4 separate regions of the Gossypium hirsutum genome follow, and all the other regions are linked to region 1. Evidence: chromatin contacts called from public Hi-C data. All regions are on one chromosome and are shown on one strand. Each heading gives the region's core, a stretch centred on a gene start, on an enhancer-like site or on the middle of the called end of the contact. The rest is flanking DNA. Distances are from core to core; before and after follow the strand shown. Region 1 holds the start of LOC107945403 (ethylene-responsive transcription factor RAP2-10). Region 2 holds the start of LOC107945714 (nicotinate phosphoribosyltransferase 2). Region 3 holds the start of LOC121224494. Region 4 holds the start of LOC107932953 (cysteine proteinase COT44-like).

Region 1 (2,800 bases), core at 88-2,587:
CAGTGAAGAGGCTTCCTATATAAGCACAACCAAATTAATAATAAAAAAAAACCCTGTAAATGAAGTATAGAAATTAGAGGTTAGAGCCAAATATACAATTATCCTTTTTCTTTTTCTCCAGTGGTCAAATTTTTTACCACCGTCAAATCCCACCAATGAAAGAAAAACTGCCTAAATAGAAAAACCAAAAAGATTTTTCATTACGACTAATAATTAATACAAAAGGTTTCATCATTTTTTCAGCGTAACCTAGACTTACCTCCACTACAGTGTGCATGATAGGAATTGCCCCCGGTGCATTTTAGCAACCACCTCCCTTTTCCCCTTCCTTTTTTCCCTCGGGGTAGCCGCCAAAAGAGACGGAACAAAAATTACATCATAAAAGTTGGAGGGTCATGATTCAATCAATTTTTTTTTAACTTCCTATTTCCTTTCCCATTCACCATCTGAATCTTCCGGGTCGGGCATCTTGTTCAAGTCAACCCGATGTAAAAAACCGCCTGTACTTGGCTTCAACTCTTCGTCATAACCATGATTATAATTATGACCACGATGATTATGATGGTGGTGGTGGTGGTGAGCTGCCTCAAGAGCATCAACTCTAGCACCAACTTCAATAGCTTTTTTCCTTATAGTAGCCGCTGACAAATCCCCACCGAGAGAGCCGCCACCGGCGCTGCCAACTCTCTCTCCCGCCAAAAGGTCAGGAAAGTTCAACCTCGCCGACGGTCCACGCAGGTAAAAAACCGCCGTGTCATAAGCTCGAGCCGCCGCAACAGGTGTTGAATAAGACCCTAACCAAATCCTCGACCGTTTATTGGGTTCCCTAATCTCAGCCACCCATTTCCCCCACTTCCTCATCCTTATCCCTTTGTAAGGCCTCTCCGCCGTGGACTTCCTCGAACTCTCCCTTGAAGCAACAACTCCTGTTCCATTCTCCATGCCTTGCAAATTATTGGAGAAATCCTATGTTCCTCAACTCTGGGTTGTGTAGTCGGGAGGCTTGGGTTTTTATTAGAACAGGGGAAGAAAGCTGGAACTATGAAGGGGGAGGAGAAGAATGGAGAGTTGGAGATGACATAGTTAGTTTGGTTGTGTCGTGTTTGAAATGTAATGTTTTTCCGACACAACAAAGTTATATGTTAGAACAAACAAAGAAAGGCAGAGAGAAAGAGAAGGAAAAAAAACTATAAAAGAGAAGATCCAAATTCACCGACACAAATCTATGTGGAGTAAGGGAATTTTGTTATAAATACAACATACACAATATTATTATTCTTAGTAATTGTTATAACTGGGGGAAAAAGGGAAACGGGGCGTGGACTTGGATGCTTTAAAGCATGGCATGTTGGGGTTGTCATTGGCATATAAATATGAATTTTATTGTCTTCCATCTTCTTTTATTATCTTTGATTTCAAACTTATTTTACACCTAATTTATTGTTTAAATATTAGTTTATGATTTTGTTTTCTTATTGCGATGCTTTCAAAATAGAATTTATTAATCTCATTTCTTTCATATTAAAATAGAGAGATGAAACCGGTGTCCTTAGGTGTTTGTTTAGCTAAGATTTCACACTACAGTATACTTTAATCATTAATTAAAGAATACATAAAAAAAACTTGATCACGCAAACAATTAAGTGATTAGGAAGGCGGTGATGGAGGGATTGGAGGAATTGTCGTTTTGTGGGCAAGTGAAGTGAATTTCAAAGGGTTTTAAAAAGGAAATTACTTTTTCGTTTTCTCAACCTTTTTTAATTAATCAATAATTAAACTCAATTTCATGATAATGATTCTATCTTTGTTTGTTTTGCCATCTTTTTATTATAATAATTTTGTTTTTAAAGGAGTGAGTAGGCGAGCAAGAGCTAAGAGATAGGGTAGGTCGGTGTTCGGTCGGTGGATAGATACCGTTAGGAATTGACTTTCTCTCCACGCAATGGGTGGATGGGCTTTTTTGTCTTTCTACTTTTTAGTTTATAAACTTTTTTTAGCACGTTTGTTAAAATTTATAGCTTTCATTGTTAATTGGAGTTTTTTAGAATTCTGAAACATAGAAATAAATAATTGACGGGTGGAACGCGGATGTCTTGAACATACTGAACTTGTAGTTGTAATCAGTGGGTTTTTAATTTCACATTTTAACTGTTTGAAGGTGTATTTATATTTGTATTGTCAACTAAAATGTTTAATATCGAATTTTCATTTATATCAGTTTTGGTTTTAATTTTTATGCAAGCCATAAGCATTTATTGTTGGTAAAGAAGTTAAAGAAATCTCTCTACCACGGGCTGAGTTAGAGCGAGCTGTGAAGAATGTAGAGAATAAGGATCCATTACTTGTGAATAGTGATGACTTGGAAATGGAGGAGGCAATCTTTAAGGAGAAGTTTATGGCAAATGCACATGGAGACAATAAGACAGAAGGGGTTCTTGGATGATAATGAGATAGCTCTACATGAAGATGATGTGCATATCTCAACGGATGACCCTTATCTAGATATTTGCTTTTCTAAAAGAGTTCATGGTCTAACTGATCAGAGTATGCACCAAATGCTTATTGTTCGTTTTCTTGGCTGAACAATTGGGTATCGGGCACTTGAGAACATAATTAAAAGCCTTTGGGAAGTTGTTGGTGAATTCAAAATTGTCAATCTGGATAATAATTATTTCCTTGTGAAGTTTGCCAACCAAAAGGTCTTGGTGGGAGGATCTTGGATGGTCTATGGACATTATCTTATTGTTCAGCCATGGAGCCACGAGTTTTCTACAAAAGTGTCACATCTATCGAAAATTGT
Region 2 (2,800 bases), core at 219-2,718, 240 kb before region 1:
ATCAGGTCCCTGTGTTTAACATGAGTGGAAATATTTCACAAAGAGAAACCCAGATATTGACACTTCAAACAAGGGGGAAAATTCATTAACCTGAGCCCTTCGAAGCCCAAACTCAAACAACATTTTAGATTGTCCAGCAACAAGTCTATGTCTAGCCGCATTTGTAGTCACTAAGGATGCAAAATTCACAAGGTTCAGAACTGGAGTCTCCAGCAATTGAACCACCTAAAAACAACAAATTCAAATACAGAGAAAAGGCAAGATGTAAAACGAAGGAGCCTAAAACAAATACCAAATTCAAGACAAACTGATGGGACCAAAATATTTAGTTAAAGCGTACTCACAGCGACTGGCCCTTCAAGTCTAAGTAGGGGAACCTTTGGGAAAACAACTGTTCCCTCTGAAATAGCATACACTTCAACATCAGAGCAGTCTATTTCTCTTAAATAATTCAAAAAGCCTTCCTGCCATTTGCAAAGACAATGAATGAGCTAACCACTAAATATACAAGAAAAGGTCGGAAAAGAAATGATCTACAACCAGAATCTCATTACTTGAATCCTCTATAACTTAGTTTGGTTTACCTCACATGAACCAGGCAAGCTTTTATGGATAAAGGAGACCTCTTCCTCAGTTAACTTGAAATTAGCAATGAGCTTTATGCATTCTTCCAAACCAGCAAACACTGTAAATTCACCACCAAACGGGTTCTTTCGGAAATATAGATCGAACCTGAATGCACGTTTTAAATTTTAAATCAAAAGCTCAAACATTCGATCTTTCCAAATGGAAATACTTTGAATTTTTCATTTCCGAAACTAACATGGAATAATTAAAATACCAATAGTTTAAAATTTTGTTTTCTATTATTTAATGCTAAATGAACTAAATACCAACTTGAACATCATCGAATGATAAAGTCAAAAGGAAAATAAGAAAGAAAAGGAAATCTAGCGGAAACAAGAAACTATAACTAACTACCTAACTAATAACAACATAGCAACCATAATCTACATCCAAGCCGATTTTTCATAGTAGCCAAACAAAGCATAGATAAGAAAGCGAGAAAAAAAAGAGATTTTATTCAAAATGAAAAGAAATTGGAAGAGTTGGAAAGTTACACGGCTCGTTCATTGTGTTTGCCGGCTTTCCAATAAGCGTAAGCCATGGTGAACTGATAAAGATCGGTAAGAAGAGGGGTGACCATGGGATTGGTTGGGCCGTCCATGACCCGACCCGCATTTTGACTCGCTCTGGCCTCCATTGTAATAAATAAAATCCTTCCGCCCGCCTGCATTTTATAGTGGTAGAGGAGGAGAGCAAGCGTGTGGCTCACGAGAGCATAAGAAGAAAGAAGTACGAAAGTTGATGAGATGGAAATCGTATTTTGGTTTTTCTTTTTCTGTGAGAAAATTGAGGAAAATAAAAATTAATAAAAAAAACTTTGGAATTGAATTAGATTCCAGCTAAATTGAAAAGGTTTAATATTTTAATTATCTTAAAATAAATAATCAATAATAATAAAATGATTACAAGGAATTCAAAAATAGCGAAAAGTATAGCTGCTTAGTCAGCCTTTAAGAGCGTGACGTGTACAGATTGCCTTTTCTTTGTGGACCTTACAAATCTTCTCCATTTTATTGGAGCTTGGATGATTTGTCTTTTTAAAAAAAAAAAAAAAAAAAACTTTTATTAACTTCGAAATAAGTGAACTTAAATGTCATTGTTAAAAATTTATTTTATCAATTGATATTTTAACATATGATTGGAATTCTAGATTTTCTTTAAAAAAGGTTTTTTATTGTTTTCTTTTTATTTATTTACATGATGTTTTCGCTTTTTCTTTTTATAGTTTCAATTTATGAATTTAATTACAATTTCTTTTTAACTTTAAAGACTTTGGTTCAAATCGTTATAAAAGTATAACTCTATTTTGAATCATATAAATGTAAGAAATTTTTTATTTTATTTCAATGTTTCTATTAGATAAAAATAGAAATGGATAAATATTGATTTTATACATGAATTTTTTATTTAATTCAGCATACCATTAGCACAATTATCAAAATTAAAATTTTATATGACTTTGATGTACGGTTGCACCAATATGTGATTATGGAAGAATTTCCAAGAAAACACAGATTTAGAAATTTGAACACATTTTGGAATTTCCAAGATTGGAGAATTAAAGAAAATATTAAACGTCCATATTCCCTTTTTGACTTTCCTTACCAAGTTCTTTGCCTCATAAAAACGAAATTAAATAATTATAAGTTTAAATTTTGAAATATGAAAGGATAAAATAAAGTTTTATAGGTCATTCACTTATTCCATTCAATTAAATTCAATTAAGTCTCCTATTAACCATTTTTATCTTTCACCACATTCACCATTAAAATCAATTGATTTACTCTTATATTTTCTTATAAAATTTATAAAAATATTAAAAATTATATAAACTTATAAAAAATAAAAAATCATAAAAAATTTATAAATTTTATAAAATTTTATAATAAGTTCTATTAATTTATAAAATATATTTAAAATTTATAAAAAATTAGAAATTATAAAAGAAATCGTTTAAACCCCTAAAATCACAATGACCACATAACATCAAACCAATTGTTGAATAATGGGAATAGTTATCAGATTGTTAGGGTCATTTTCATGTTGAATAAAATGTTCTCGATCTTCCACAAATAAAACGATAATTGTGAGACCTTCTCCTTTTTATTGATAAATTATTTTTTAATTTTATGTTGAGTCAAACCCGAACTATGCAACGAACACGAATGAAAAT
Region 3 (2,800 bases), core at 215-2,714, 190 kb before region 1:
ATTATAAAATATTCATCATCCCCTCACGTAGGATTTTCCCCAAAACGATGTCAAATTAAACCAAAATAATTTTAAAAATTGAGTTCAAAATTAATCGAAACCTGAATAAAATGAATTCCATTTAAACTGAGCAACTTCAACTATTAATCCAATCCTTCTAAACATCAACACTCAATCCCAAATTCAAATTAACCCAAAGTTAGATCAAAACTTTAATTTGACCCTTAATTTAAATTTCAAGAATTTATATTAATGCCTAAAATTTTGAATCCTCATTTAATTAAAAATTAATTTAGATTCAAAACAAATTAAAATGGTTGATTTAGCACAAAAAATCTACATAAACCCTTCTTCTCATAAATGTAAAGTTGAATAGATTAAACATCTACATTTTACAATAATTAAAAAGGAGTACAAGTTTATGATTCTCTAAGCAACGTTTGATTTTTTTTAATAAATTAGAAGTAAAGATTTCATTTTATCACAAAAATCTTGAAACACAATATAGAAAATCCAAGAAAACTTGGACATAACAATCAAGAGAACACCCTATATGGAAAAACAAGTCTCATTTATGGAAATAGCACAATCTCACATATTAAAAAAAATAAGGTTGTGAATTGTTTATGTAATAACCAATTTTTACCCGGGCATTTTAAAACCAGATTTAAATAATAAAAATGTCCAGTTACAAAGGCCCAATGTGGCCCAACTCATTTTAACCCAAACTACCCAAATTAGCCTAGCCCTAAACCTAAACCCAGCAAACCGATTCAGCACAAAAGGCCCAATATCATAATGCACTGTGGCAAACCCTAGTAGCCTCCACGCACACCAGTTAGCCTCTATACGTGCCACGCCGCAGCCACCCAGGGCATTCGTCCTCACGTGCCGAGCCTCTGCCAGCGTGCGCGCCTTCGCACATACGCCACCACTGCTCGTTTTGCCTCCGTACACGCCACGTCGGCCTCTGCCCTCGTACCTGCAAAATACACAAGAAAACAAGCAGAGAAAGATAGCAGAATAGGGGCAACATAGGGGATTTGGGGGGGGAGCATTTTATTTTATTTTTTTCTTTTCATTTCATTTTTGTAAAGGGGGGCCATAAAAAGGCCACTCGAATGCTGTAAACGGGGGCATATAAAAAATATACAAAAAAATACAAAGAAAAAACAGACACTGATTGTAAAAAAAATATTCAAAGAAATCAAAGAGAAAGGTGATTTCTGAGTTCTTCTTTTTCCTTTTATTATGAGCACTTTGTTTTTTTGCTTAAGATTCAAAAAGGGGGTGTTTAGTAAAGAAAGAAACAGTAGCACTAAAAAGGGGGAAATACCTCGCCATTGAGTCCGTGCTCTCTCTGTCACCGTCGGAGCCTGAGCAGGGATTCAGAGATCCATTTTTTTATATTTCTGTTTTGAAAATGAAAAGAGGGCCGCTGGTTAGGGTAATAGAGCATTTATGTGCGTTGAAAAGCGACACCGTTTAAGACTGAGATCCGTACGGTGACCCGACCCGAGGGTAGGATCCGCGCACCTGGGTTTATCGGTCTATTTACGCGACAAGTCCCTTTTCTTTTGCGTTCGCTTCAATTTGATTTTATTTAATCTTTAATTTGGTACTGTGTATTTAGTCCCGGTTCCATATAGATCCGAGTTTGAACGGCACTGTTTTGAGTATTCAAATCATGCTGGAGAAGATTTTTGCGTTAAATTGCTTTAATAACCCCTTCGATGTTAAATAGTTTCCAACTCAATCATCTACACAGTCGTTCCAAATCAACTCTTAAAATTTTGTTTGGTTTCGAATAGATCCATCCCTTTTAAATTAGTCAGTTTATCGTTATTGATTTCATTTAGTGTTATTATGATTATTTGTTTTCATATACATCAGCTAATTTTTTTTATATATCATTCCATGAATTCATTACCTATTTTTATAAATATTTTATATATGTTTTAATCCCTATCTCAGCCCAATTTATACACGTTTTCTCCGTTCATGTACGTATGGATATATACCATTAGTCTCAAAATCTCTCCATAACATTATCTTATATTTTATATATGTATAAATAATGCACTCTTAATACATGTATTTATATATAATAACATATTATTAATTACAAATGTTTTGTCATGCACGAAAGCCTTGTTTTTTTTTTATTTGCTATTTTATTTTACTTATTTTTTTATTGCCATATATATTGTTATTTACATTAGGTTTTATTCATACAAATCAAAATGTTGGTATTAATTTTAGTTATTCACTTCTATTTTATTTTTTATTTATTTCTTATTTTTGCAAATTTTCCATTAAAATTCATTTAAGTACTGTTTATTTTAACATTATTATCAAATTTTCCTTTTAAAATTTTCATTTTTTTCTCATTATCATTTTTCTGGCTACCATGAGAGTTTTTAAGAAAGAAAAATTAGTTGCTCATTTATTAGATACTTGAGTATCAATATTGATGTTTGTATAATATGATTTTTGCCTATTACTTGCTTGATTGCTTCTAGCTTAAGCTTAGATTGTTTTTATACATTGCCATTCAATTATATTGTTTGTGAAGATTGGTTCTCATTAAAGCATTATGATCATTTTATGTCCAAATTCTTTTAAAAAAAAACGGAAGCTTGATATTCGAAAGTTCACGAGAGAATTGTGCCCTAACTCACTTGGCTTCAATTCTTCTCAATGAATTTAGATCATCAAGTTTCCATTTTATTAAACCATACCATTATCAATATAAAGTTTTTCGGGATTTCAAAATATTGAACCCTAACTCACTGGATCC
Region 4 (2,800 bases), core at 151-2,650, 200 kb after region 1:
ATAAAAAATTATTTTATACAAATTCATCTAAATATTAAAAAATATATATTTTCAAAAAAAATTAATCACTTTTTAGACATTGTTTTTCAAAACTCATTTTCAATTAAACAAATAAAACCTAAATTACTGATAAGTTATCATATTTGTATAATAGATTCTGGAATTTTGAAGTACAAAAAATATTATCTTGGGATGCTCATATTGAAACCCCCGAAAAGAAATTTTTGATTGGGAGCAAGGAAATCAATTAAGTGTTCTATTTTACAAATTTCAGCAAATTGGCTTTTTTTTTTTTTAATTTGAATGAAAAGGTTGCACTGAATTTCATAAGATGAGAAACGAGAAAACAACATGACAGCATGTGAGTGGTATGGGGGCGTAGCGTATGATAAACCAACAAGTTGGAATATTAGACCAGATTCTAGGTTTATACATTTTGCAACTTGCAACTATATCTGTTTCTATTATCTTGACTTAAATAGATAGACGGATTTAAACTATATTTTTCTAATATTTTATTTTTAATATTGTATTAAAAAATATAATTGTGTAACTCTTTTCTACTCCAATATTAATTAGGGTGAATTATACTAAGATAGATTAAACTATTAGTAAATTTACATTTTGGTCATTTAATTTTTAAAATTATAAAATAATCATTAAATTATTTGAAAGTTTTTTTTAATCACTAAATTATTCAAAAAAAAATTATTTAAATTATCAGGTTGTTAAGGTTTTTTTTTTAAAGTTTAGCTAACAAGTTCCATGATTTGATGATTGGTACGATTGATTAGTACTCATCAATAAGTAAAAGATGATATCTTAGATTCAAGTCGAAAGTTGTTTGAATTTTAGTTAACAAATGTGATGTTCAAAATTATTTTATAAAAAAAATTGAATCGTAAAAAGAAGAAAAAGAAAACTTTCAATTAATGTGAATGATAGAAGTAACTGGTTTACTAGTAAAAAAGCGAAAATGTAGATGGACTTCCTGCTCTTGAAAATAGCAAAAGAGTTGAGAATGCTTTTCCTTTTATTTTCTTTTCCATCTCAGATTCCAATTCTACTGAACATTTTAGGTTGGAATCTGACTGGTAGATGAAGAGTAAAGGAAACCCCTTCCTCTAAGTAAAAGGATAATTTTTCACCCTTAAATATATATTTAAAAATAAATTTAATTTTCCGATAGTGTGCTTTATCCAAGTTCCAAAGGACTCGGCTGCCCCTTCGCTCTTTTATTCCTTTTTCTCATACAATATACATTGAAGGATCCAACAACACCGAAAGCCTCTTCTTTTTCAAATATAATTATCCAACCGTCATTCATGTTCTACCCTTTTGAATTATTAAACCATTTCCATCGTCTTTATAAACCCCCTCAACCTCTCTTCTTTTCTTCATCAATTCAATTTCCTCAACCCTTTCTCTCCAGCGACCCTTCTCAAATCTCCCATGGAATTAACCCTTCTTTTCCCCCTTTTCTTCTTCACCTTATCTTCTGCTACATACATATCCACTCTAACCTTAAACCAAAACCATCCATCATCATCATCAAGCTGGAGAAGCGATGATGAAGTGATGGGGTTGTACAAATCTTGGGTCATCCAACATGGCAAAGCTTACAATGGCATCGGTGAAGAAGAGAAAAGGTTCGAAATCTTTAAGGATAACTTGAGATTCATTGATGAACATAACTCTAACAACAACACTACATATAAGCTTGGGTTGAACAAGTTTGCTGATTTAACCAACCAAGAGTACCGAGCCAAGTTCTTGGGCACCAGGACTGACCCTAGACGTCGACTCATGAAGTCCAAGATCCCCAGCTCACGTTACGCTCACCGTGCCGGCGATAACTTGCCGGATTCAGTAGACTGGAGAGATCATGGAGCTGTTAGTCCGGTCAAGGATCAAGGATCTTGTGGTGAGTGAATTTTTATGTAATTTCTAACTTCAAAATGAAAATAATTATATCCATGCACTTCTTTTTTTTAATTATTGAAGTATCCTAATCTAACATCAAATAAGAATATGAGATTACTTGTGACTTAAGGCTTCATGCTAATTTCATGATCCGTCCAAAAAACAAATTCATGATTTCTTTTCATTCTTTAATTTTCCTTTATCCTCTTATCAAAAACCGGACTACGGATTGGCGGCAGAATGGTAGTTATGAAAATGGAACGGTAGTTTGGTAGTTGGGGCTTTTTAAGTCACATTAAAACATTAGATTTTTTTTTACATTTACTTTTTACAGGGAAAATTATCATACGTTATCTATTATAAATACACATTAGATTTATGAAATGTGAATAAAAAAATAATGTGATAAATATATTTATTAAAATTTTATAAAATATAATTGATATTTTACTTACAACGATCATGTATTGTGTTTCAGGTTTAAATCTTATTTTTATTTATTGTATAAAAGGATAAAAACACCCACATAATATATAACTTAAGGAATTTTAATAATTTCATAAAGGAGTTGGTGTATCAACTGATAAAACAATTAAAATTAGTGTATATATAAATTTCACAAATAAAGCTAAAAACCAATTAAAAAGCTAAAATACTAAGGATTTTGCTACTTTATTTAGAGGAGTCTTCATACTTCCATTACATACAAATGAACTCATAAACTTTAATTTTAGTAAATAAGTGCTTAATGGATCTGAATAAGCTTTTAGTTTTTTTTTTATACTTACTTTAATAAATTAAGTGCAAATAAAGGAATAATGACTACCAAAAATACAAAAAATTGGTTACAAAATCTCAATTTAACCCCGCCCTGTTA

The links. A called contact is a pair of places that touch in the nucleus more often than the background predicts.
Region 2: a Hi-C map of leaf shows a contact between it and region 1, with 1.7 times the contacts expected there. The contact joins the promoter of LOC107945714 here to the promoter of LOC107945403 in region 1. A contact is called at or near these places in 3 of 34 Hi-C or Micro-C datasets (all in leaf).
Region 3: a Hi-C map of leaf shows a contact between it and region 1, with 2.3 times the contacts expected there. The contact joins the promoter of LOC121224494 here to the promoter of LOC107945403 in region 1. A contact is called at or near these places in 4 of 34 Hi-C or Micro-C datasets (leaf and seedling).
Region 4: a contact with region 1 is called in a Hi-C map of leaf, with 2.6 times the contacts expected there. The contact joins the promoter of LOC107932953 here to the promoter of LOC107945403 in region 1. A contact is called at or near these places in 3 of 34 Hi-C or Micro-C datasets (all in leaf).

The regions. Positions count from the first base shown.
Region 1 is chrD12:30,517,835-30,520,634 of Gossypium_hirsutum_v2.1, reverse strand. It overlaps LOC107945403 (ethylene-responsive transcription factor RAP2-10), which reads right to left and starts at 1,337. Exons shown (of 2, transcript XM_041107905.1): 1 at 260-1,337. The coding sequence starts at 942. The coding sequence ends at 424.
Region 2 is chrD12:30,762,612-30,765,411 of Gossypium_hirsutum_v2.1, reverse strand. It overlaps LOC107945714 (nicotinate phosphoribosyltransferase 2), which reads right to left and starts at 1,468. Exons shown (of 15, transcript XM_016879810.2): 1 at 1,122-1,468; 2 at 585-732; 3 at 345-464; 4 at 91-225; 5 at 1-9. The coding sequence starts at 1,297.
Region 3 is chrD12:30,711,445-30,714,244 of Gossypium_hirsutum_v2.1, reverse strand. It overlaps LOC121224494, which reads right to left and starts at 1,464. Exons shown (of 2, transcript XM_041107912.1): 1 at 1,337-1,464; 2 at 555-982. The coding sequence starts at 1,344. The coding sequence ends at 643.
Region 4 is chrD12:30,319,451-30,322,250 of Gossypium_hirsutum_v2.1, reverse strand. It overlaps LOC107932953 (cysteine proteinase COT44-like), which reads left to right and starts at 1,400. Exons shown (of 4, transcript NM_001327358.1): 1 at 1,400-1,924. The coding sequence starts at 1,453.